2 separate regions of the Mus musculus genome follow, and region 1 is linked to region 2. Evidence: chromatin contacts called from public Hi-C data. All regions are on one chromosome and are shown on one strand. The core of a region is the stretch at or near the end of the contact, and the rest is flanking DNA. Distances in the headings are between cores, read along the strand shown. Region 1 has its middle 11 kb from the start of Gm20751. Region 2 overlaps Gfod1 (glucose-fructose oxidoreductase domain containing 1).

Region 1 (5,131 bases), core at 875-3,374, 470 kb after region 2:
ATGACACCTTAGAGCAGGGGGTTCTCAACCTGTGGGTCCTGACCTCTTTGCAGGGTTGAATGATCCTTCCATAGGAGTTGCCTAAGACCATTGGAAAACACAAATATTTACATTACGATCCACAACAGTAGCAAAACTATAGTTGTGAAAGTAGCAACAAAAATAATTTTATGGTTGGAGGGGTGGTCACCACAACATGAGGAACATTAGGAAGGTTGAGAATCGCTGTCGTAGGGTGTGTGTTAGAGCAATGCAAAAATGACCACCATAGGCTAATTGTTGGAGATTAGAGGTGGTTAAAAGAAAAAAAAAACAGTTTCCCTGCCTGTGAAAAATCAGCTTTTCCAACTACAACCATGATGGAACCCATAGCACACCCACAACAGCTGAGGGATTCATGGGTCAAATCGCCAGGTGGTTCAGTAAGATGGGTCAGCCAGGAACACGCTCAAAATGAACTCTCTTCAGGCTGTGAGACGCAACTGAATTCTGATTTCTGCAGGGGAATGATTTATTCCGCTTCACAGATAAGCCCCGAGAGAATTGTGTTGGTTTTGTTTCCATACTGATCTCTATCTTCTCTTAAGCTTGACTACCAAGTCTCTGCTCAGAATTCCGTTCTCACATAGCATTCTTATGTTAGCATATCGGGTTCTTATGGCATAATGTCAACTTAGTAATAAAAGGCTACTCAGAAGTGTGTGAGGAAGTGTATGGCTCGCTCACCTGACAAGGGCTGGGCTGTTTCTGCTCTGCCTGAGGTCATTCCTCCTAAATGCTGCATCTCAGACCCGTGTCTTGCTCTTAGCTGCCCTCTAGTGGTCAGAACACAGACCCTGCCCCCAATGACTTCCCTGAAGAAAGACAAAATAATGACCCACATTCATAGATAATCAGTGGGTACTCAGCGCTCACCTGGGTCTACAGCTTATGTCGACATCACGCTAGAAAATCTTGCTTTTTTAGAAAAATGGGTGAAAAGATGAAATGGGTGTTGTTTTGTTACGTTTTTAATTGTAGTGGCCAAGGAGATGACTGAGCAGGTAAAAACAAACAAACAAACAAACAAACTCGATTTACTTCCCTTCCAGGAGACCCAGGTTCAGTTCCAGAATCCAGGTGGTAGCTGACAGCCATCTGTCCTCGGGATCCAGCATATCCATTGATGCCTCTTTCTGACTGATCTTTAAGGCCTCATGCATGCATGCATGCATGTGGTGCACACATGCACATTCATTCATAAGCACACACATGAAATGGATAAACCCTTTGAGCCTAAACACATTAATCTAATAATATGTGATTGGGAAGCAATGCCTTGGGAACTCAGGCGCCATCTTTGACTTAACATCCAACCATATACCTGTTCTGGGTCACTAGTCCCAGCATCCCCTGTTCTCTAAGGGATCTTGGCCCGCCTATTCTACTGTGAAGTACTTGCAGATAGGCCTAGGAGATAAGGGTCACCTGTAAAGATCCGATGTCCTGTCTCCTGTGAGTTCCGTTTTCTGGGTCTGGGACAGGGAATAGAATTAAAGAGATGGATGAACCCTGATCACTGGCTGCCTTCCCCACCCAAGACTACACACAAGATACAGGAGTAAAGGGACTTTATTATGCTAAAGCCAAACGGTAGCTTTTCCCCCACACAGTCAGCTGGGAGATGGCTCTGCCACCTGATGAAAGAGACATCCCCATGTCTGCTCAGGTACTGACCTTCCTGCTGTTCGGCACCTGCTCTGGGGAACCTGAGGCCTTTTGAAGTCCTGTGCTCAGGATCCCGCAGATCCGGGCTGTAGACTGTGCTAATTGCTCTCACCTTAGGGTCGTCTACCTTTTATCCAACGTGTGGAGGAATCAGGGAGTCCTGTCAACATGCACACTGAATGCCAGCTCGTGAAGCTTGTGCCAAGAATCCGAAGCTCCGTGAAGATTAATTACTGGCTGTCTCTGTGGTCTCTCCATCGGTCAGACATCTCTGTTTCTCCGGAAAGCTAATATAGATCTTTCACAAGGGCCAACTTTTCCTCTGGTTGGAGGCCCTGCCAAGAACGTCTTCGACACATAGGGGACACTTCAGTGGGAGAGAGCATGGGGAGCTGCCAGCAATGGAGTGGGGGAGAGGCAGAGGGTGGCACTGTGCCTGAAGAAAACATCACATGACCTCTGGGCCAGGCCATGTGGATCGCTCTCGTGTGGTCCTCCCACTTGGAGACAGACAGAGCCCAGAAGTGTGCTTGTTAATAGACATATGGTTGGTTACAGGGACCTTACCTCACTGGACTTAAATTAATTTTTTATGCTGTATTCTTTAGTTAATTCAACAAAGACTTCAACAAATTGGGAAGTAAACAAAGATAAGTAGAGCAGGATTTGAATCTCTGAAGGCTAACCAGTATTCACCATGACATAGACGATGCATTTAGACTTAGCTAATTGAATGGGCTTGCCTTCCTCTTTCCCTCCCTCCCTCCCTCCCTCCCTCTCTCCCTCCCTCTCTTCCTTCCTTCCTTCTTTCCTTCCTTGATTTTGATTCAGGATTTTGCTATGAGCCATGTTGACCCTGAACTTCCTATGTAGCCCAGGATGGCCTGGGGCATGCAATAATAGTCCTGCTTCAACTTCCCAAATGCTAGGATTAGAGGTCCACCTCTGATTTCGTTTTAAAATGGAACAGGCAGTGTTGTTCTCCTGAGTTGTGTTTAAATGCTTAAGGAAATGGTTGAGAAAACAGCAGTTTCCTAGATTAGCCCACAAAGGTTTCTTCGTCCCTTCCCCTTCCCCTCCCCCTCCCCCTCCCTTCCGTTCCCCCCCCCCCCTTCACCTGCTCAATGCTGCACCACAAAGCAGGTTCATTCATCCACCAGAAACACATCCACATTTTGTGTTTGCCTCTGAACTTCAAGGGTGGTAGCTCAGCTGGCCCAGTCCCACTGGCCTGGTACACATCATTGAAAATAAATTAAGTGATCATATGTCCCTGTGTTCTCTCTGAGCATACACTTTGTCCCAACCATGAGCCACTGTGTTTCGAGGTGAGGATGCAGAGTCACAGAGACCAGAGGACCTGCAGAGTGAGCCAGCGCTTCTGAAAGAGTACAGGGTGCCATGGCCTGATAGCTCTTGCTATCGTGGCTGTGTAGACAGCTCACGTCTGCAGAGATGCTCCTGGTTAGAAGGAGAAATTTGACAGAGGAATGAAAAGATGAATCCCAAACAATATGTTCTTTAGAGAATGTGATGAATAAAGTCATAAAAACCTCGAGTCTGTAAAACAGTACATACATTTAAAGATTCAGTCCTCACTGCATCTATGAAAGGTAAAAACTACTTATTACCATGCAGTGTGTTTAGCATACATTAAACACCTATTATTTGCTGCCACTGTTCTCTACTCTGAGAACAGCGAATAGACCCAGGCTCTGCTGTGTGCACCTCCTAGTAGGCAGGTTAGCTCTCTTTTCTTGCTAGACTCATGAGTTTTCTCATTGCTGTGACCAAGAAAAAGCCCAACTGGGGAAAGGTTTATTTCTGCTCGCAGTGCAGGGTGCACATCCCTTGTGGTATAGAAGGTAAGGTACCAGGGGATGCTGTTCACAGCTCAGTGGGTTGGGAAACTGAGGAAGAGGGCAGCCAGTGCTCAGTTGGCTGTTCCCTGTTTCCCTTTGTATTCAGATTGATACCCTAGCCAAAGGGATGGTGCCGCCCATATTTAAGGCTTTTTCTCATCAGTTAGTACTCAGTGGAAATACCCTCATGGGTGCTATCAAAGATGTGCTTCACCAATGCTTTAGGCGTTTTTTTTTTAAAGTTTATTTTTTAAACCTAAGCACGTTGGCTTTTAAAACTAAGTATCACACTTGGTGTGACCACGGAAGTAGTTTAATGAGCTAGCGTGGCGTCTTGTGTGAAGTCGGTTTTCCACCCTGAGTGATGCCACCAAACAGCGAGCACATCCTTTTGGTTCCTTCTTGGCATCTCTCGGGTTAGCTCAGTTACTTCTGATGGCAACAACGCTGACACAGAGCCGTGTCTGAGTGACTTTATTTGCACTGTGATCAAATCCCTAACAAGAAGCAACTAAAGGGAGACAGGGCTCATTTGGCTCATTGTTTGAGGTCTGGGTCTGTCATGGTGAGAAAGATGTTGCAGGAGGAACATGAGGCAGATGGCCACCTTGTATCTGCACTCTGGAAGCAGAAAGTGGACAGGAAGCAGGGCCAGATAATAAAACCTCAGTTTCCTCCAGGGACTATCTACTTTCTAAGGCTTCCAACCTTCCAGCTGAGCCAGAGCATCCAACACAGGAGCCCCTGGCAGTTTTGTGCTCAGGCATACATGTTGCCACAAGATGTGTAGGCACGTGAGACTTTGGCAGTGGAAAGAGTGCCGATTCCGGAAGGGTTGCTGATGGGAGCAGAAGAGGAAGAGGACACTCTGGGGACCAAGGAGTATTTCCTGTTAAACCTAACTAATTTAGAAGGCTCCACAATGACCTGCTTAAGCTACCCCACTGTGAGTCGCCAGAGCCCATTCTAACTATGGTGTTGTCCATGGCTGTGAAAACGTACAGACATTTTTTTTTTTTTTTGAGAATACATCATTTTATTTTGATGGTTGAACGGTAGACTCATTTGGCACGGTCGGCTAACTTCGCTTTCACTGGAGCTCATGGAAAGTGGAACACTGAAAAATGAAGTGTTTAGCAACCAGCTGTCCAGGGAAAACTCCAACGCACATATGGGGGCACATAAACGGTGTCGATTTTACCCACATAAACACCGCGTAGCTTTACAAATGACTACAAAGAGTCCTGGGCAATGCCCTTTATCACAGATGCCACAGAACCAGCTGATACATGCAGCATGTGTTTGACAAAGTGGACCATTCACCAATGCTTAATCCTTCCTAACTCAGTACAATTGCTCAAGGCATTGATACGTGGACCTGCAGCACGGCATGGCTATGTCCACTTAGGTTGAACTTAAGGGGAAAACTCGGCGATGTATGTGTGAGTTTCATTCATTTTGCCATAGAGTGATTTTGTCACCCGATCAGACAGTGGGTCTGCATCTTGAGAGACTACTTCTCAGCATTAGGTGCAATCCCATAACTTGATGGCCATAGATAT
Region 2 (4,931 bases), core at 2,235-4,734:
GGGACAGCAGCTCACATTCCAGTGTCCCTGGCTGGCAGCTTTCCGATCTTAGCAGACACACAGCAGATCCTGTCCTCCCAGGGGCCAGACTCCCTGACAGTCTGGTTGAGGAATGGTTGAGGACCATTTCTTCTCACATTTGAGTGAAGAGGAAATAATATGCATCGAAATGAGATCTCCAGGTCACCCTGGCTGTGCTCTCTCCCTTTCGGCCGCCTTAGTGATGCTCTGTGCTTGCGTTGTGCTCTTAATCTGAAGAGACCAAGATCCTGCCTGATTTGTCCCTATATTCAAATAGTCACAGAATTAAAATGGTCTAAGCTGTTGCTGCATATATTTCAGAACCAAGGGCATGTATCTCATGTCCTTTAGCAGTGACTGGTTTCTGTAGTCTCAAATCCATGGCTCAGAAATCAAGAAAAGACTATTACAGCCAAAGAGCAGGAGGGGGAGAGAGCAGGGTCTGGACTCTCGCTACCCCGGCCTGCTTTAAAATAAACAGCAGCATCCTTGTGGGGTATTTTTTACAGAATCAAGAGGTTTAGTCTACAGCAAGGAATCCTCATGGCTCTGGACAACATCTCAAACACATGTCTGAGCTTAAAGGGACCAGCAATGTCAGGCCACAGGTGTGTCCATATGTCCCTCAGCAGAGCATGTGACCCTCTGGAGCTTCACACCACTGTGTGGATCTGATCACTCAAGACAGCATCTCTTGAGAGTGGCAGAAATGGAAGCCATGTTAGAAGATGTGTGCAGGTGAGGAGGAGGACCAGGGGCTCAAAGTTATCCTCAACTGTATGATGAGTTTAAGGCCAGTGTGTGTTCCAATGAGACTCTTCCTGAAGAAGAGGAGGGGCAAGAGGAGGAGGAGGAGGAGGGAGAGGAAGAGGAGAAGCAGGAGGAGGGGAGGAGTGCTAGGTGACAGAAGGGAGGCTGGAGCTATGTTTGCTTGACGGGGTAAAGCAGAAGTGATGAGGGCGAGGACAGGAAGAAGAGGGGATCAAAGCCACCATGCTGGACTCTGTGCCTACTGTCCACTTTGCTGAAAAGCTCAGCTGTGTTCCCGGCCCAATCAGGCCACAAACCAGAGACTAAAGATGCCACAGCCATAAGACTCCAGTCTAGCAGAGACAGGCCTATCAAAGACTTGAATCATCAGTGGAATCTATTTCAAATTATATGCAAAATGGTCAAACATGGGCCAAGTGTGTTGGCACATACCTTTAGTCCCAGCACTCAGGAGGCAAAGGCAGGTGGATCTCTGAGTTGCAGATCAGTCTGAGCTACATAGAAAGTTCCAGATCAGCCAGAACTCTACAGAGCAAGACCCTGTCCTTAACCTAAATAATAAATAAACCAATAAATAGATTTACAAATGAATAATTAGATAAATGAATAACTAAACCAATAAGTAGCTCAAACATGTGTGCATTTGCTGAGGCATCCAAAACTCTGCCCCAAGAACTGCCATGCTAACTGGCCGTGCAGGACCAGAGGAATCAGAGAAGCAAGGTGTGAGGTTAGGGTCAGATGGGGAGCTGATTTGATGACACTGCCATCCTGTGTGGAAGCTGGAATCTGCTGCAGTGCAGGAAGGACGGGCCTTCTGAGGAAGGAAGCCATTCGGCCCAGGAAGAACCTGGGATGCAGGTACAGCCAGACCAGGCCAGGAAGTGGGGGGAATAGTAGCCAAGGGTCTGGCTATGGCCATCTGAGCCTCACAATGACTTCTTTCCTTCCTTCCCTCCTTCCTTCCTTCCAAGATTTTTTTTAAAGATATTTATTTATTTATATGTAAGTACACTGTTGCTATCTTCAGACAATCCAGAAGAGGGCGTCAGATCTCCTTATAGGTGGTTGTGAGCCACCATGTGGTTGCTGGGGTTTGAACTCAGGACCTTCAGAAAAGCAGCCGATGCTCTTTAACTGCTGAGCCATCTCTCCAGCCCTCACGATAATGTTTCTGTGAGCGTGCATGTATGCAGTCATGTGAGTACCTGTGTGTGTGCAAAGGTGTGCGTGCATGTGTATGTACACGGCCATGGAGGCGAGGGGACAAGCTTAGGCGACATTCCTCAGGCATTCTTCATCTTTGCTTTTAAGACAAGAACTCCCACTGGCCTGGATCTCACTCAGTAGCCTAGGCTAGCCAGCCAGCCAGTCCCAGAGACCCAACTGTCCCTACTTCCCTAGCACTAACATCACACATGTGTGACAGCGTGCCTAGCTTTACATGGGTTTGGGGGATCAAACACAGCTCCTGGTGCTTCTTTGGCAAGCACTTTATTAATGGAGCCATCTCCCTGGCCCATCATGGTGACCTACTTAAACAATGCTGTCTGTCGGACACACGCCTGCCATGGGCAGTGGACCACATCTACTCAGCAAATATACATGTGTGTGTCTGGAAGGGAACCCTGTACTTTAGTTGCCCATGGTCTGGCCCACATACTTTATAGAACTAGTTCTCTAGAGAACTTATTTAGGCTTGTGGTTTTAGGAGATTTTCATCCACCATGCTAGAAAGGACATGGTAGAGAGAGACTGGGTCTGTGGCATCAGTATAATGCAGCAGAATATGTCATGGAAACCATTCACCTCATAACCGACCAGGAGGCAGAGACCATGCCAGAACCAGGTACTAAGTTATGGCCTTCAAAGACATACCCTGAGTAAACAGCTTCTACCATGCATGCTCAAGCTCCCCAAACTCTCCCAGCCTCCTATTATAGTGCCATCAGCTGGAGGGGATGAACATTCAAAACATGAGCCTGTTGGGGGCTGCAGGGGGTGGGGGTGGGGGGTGGAGCATTTCAGATTCAAACCAGAACAAGAAAGTAGGATTCTAAGAAACAGAAGTCTGATATGCCATCAGAAACCACATGTGCATGCCAAGTCTTTTTATCATGTCACCACCGGCTATTGCACATCCCTTATCATCACCAGACATTTCTCTGTTCACCTTCTAGCTGCCCGAAGGGGAAGCAACTTCCAGCACTCTGGGGCCATCCAGCATTAGGTGGCAAAGATGAGGAACAAACTCTGAAAGGAAGATTGTTGGAAGCCGTGTGCTAGAACGTTAAGCATTTTAAGATGCTTAAAGTTCACTGATTTAATCGCCATTAGGAAGGACCAGAGAAGATTCAAGATCGAAGACGTGATGGTTGGCAAGGGCTGCTGGGACAAAGTACCACAGCCTCACAGTGCTAGAACCTGGAGATCTAAGAGTCAATGTGGGCCCGTCAAATTCTTCTTGGGAGATATGAAAGGAAAACCATCCTATGCCTCTCCCCAGCTTCTGGAAAGGTTTTTCACTTTTTTATTTTTCTCGTGGAATTGAAAGCAGGACTTTGTGCCTGCTGAAGCAAACGCTCTACAGCTAAGCCACACCCTTATAGCTAAGCCACATCCCCAGCTTTACAGCAAAGCCACACCCCAGCTCTACAGCTAAGCCACACCCAAGCTCTATAGCTAAGCCACACCCCCTATAGCTAAGCCACACCCCCAGCTTTACAGCAAAGTCACACCCCAGCTCTACAGCTAAGCCACACCCTATAGCTAAGCCACACCCAAGCTCTATAGCTAAGCCACACCCCCATAGCTAAGCCACACCCAAGCTCTATAGCTAAGCCACACCCCCATAGCTAAGCCACACGCCCAGCCCAACTCTTAAGTTTTTACACATTAGGTCAGGTGGTCTATCTCTTTCTGTGCCTAGTTGACTTTACTGGACCTACGGTCATGTCTGCTGTCCACATCGCCACACATGGCAGGAATTGCTACTTCTTTATGGCTGAATGCATTCTAGCCAGTATGTACGAGTCTTCTGGGCAAAGTCACTCGGAAGGCATGAAATAGGTGAGGGGAAAAGGTGCATGCAACAACGTACATGAGCCAATGTCACAAGCTAAGTCCTATTTCAGCAGCAGACAAGGTCAGCTAGTTGAAGAAGCACAGAGGACCTGAGGCAGGGGATAAGTGCATTCCATCTTGAAGAGGAGGAGGAAGAGGACGAGGAGGAGGAGGAGGAGGGGGAGGAATATACAGAAACATGGTAGGCCCTTGTATCTGAACTTGATTTCTGCAGTTTCAATATTCATGGCTAACCACAGTCCAAAGATATTACATGGAAAATTCCAGAAATAAACAATTTATGTGAGTTTTAAATTGTGTGCTATGACGAAATCTCACAGCATCCCACTCCATCCCACCCAGGATGTGAGTCACGCCTTTGTCCAGCATATCCACTCTGACTCTGCCACCTGCACCTGTTAGTCACTTGGAGGAAGGGGGCGGGGGGACGGGGCTCAAGTCCCCACCCCCTCACTGTTTTTGGTCTCATTGGTCGTCCACCAAATAAGGATATTGAGAACGATTCTAAAAAGGAAATGGAAGTTTCCAAATGCCATAGCAACACGCAGCCTTCCTCAGAGATGCCAAGAGAGGCAGTGTCTGCTGCCTCCCTGAATGCTGTTCATATTTGGCTGTGATGTTCAACACATCCTCGGGCGATTACGGGCAAAGACAGTGACTTCTGATACTAAACTGCCCTGGAATATACAATCTGTCAGTGCAACCATGGGAGGTGATGGCATCTACCTAGGGTTGGACATGAGAGCCTGGTTGTCCCTCTGATAGGCTCTGGGCACCAAGCTCCCCGCCTGTGGAGAGTGAGCCAAAGTCTCTCTACAGCAGGGCTAATTTTAAATGCTGGGATACAAGGCCTGGTGGAGTGATTCCTTCTGACCTTGGAGAGTCAAACATCGGGGCAACTGGGGGCAACTTGGACCAAACTGTAAGCAAAAAAAGGAATTGCCTGGGGAATCAACAAGACATTCCTCAGCCTACAGTGAGCTTATGTCCTACCCCAGAAAATCATTTATAAACAAAATAGCCTCCTAAGCCCTGAAGTGCACCATTTAGGGTAC

Evidence for each region. A called contact is a pair of places that touch in the nucleus more often than the background predicts.
Region 1: a contact with region 2 is called in a Hi-C map of cerebral cortex, with 2.9 times the contacts expected there. The contact joins two enhancer-like sites. A contact is called at or near these places in 2 of 484 Hi-C or Micro-C datasets (cerebral cortex and cumulus cells).

The regions. Positions count from the first base shown.
Region 1 is chr13:43,725,122-43,730,252 of GRCm38.p6, forward strand. No RefSeq gene overlaps it. Among named protein-coding and RNA genes, the nearest start is that of Gm20751, 11 kb to the left of the region's middle. Within about 2 kb of position 2,125, at least 3 of the 459 cell types and tissues checked have an H3K27ac peak or open chromatin away from gene starts, as enhancers often do. A contact at or near this core is called in cerebral cortex, where this site is marked.
Region 2 is chr13:43,257,972-43,262,902 of GRCm38.p6, forward strand. The region is part of intron 1 of Gfod1 (glucose-fructose oxidoreductase domain containing 1); the gene reads right to left. It overlaps LOC115488162 (a long non-coding RNA gene), which reads right to left. Exons shown (of 2, transcript XR_003950633.1): 1 at 1-4,931. Among named protein-coding and RNA genes, the nearest start is that of Gfod1, 44 kb to the right of the region's middle. Within about 2 kb of position 3,485, at least 142 of the 459 cell types and tissues checked have an H3K27ac peak or open chromatin away from gene starts, as enhancers often do. A contact at or near this core is called in cerebral cortex, where this site is marked.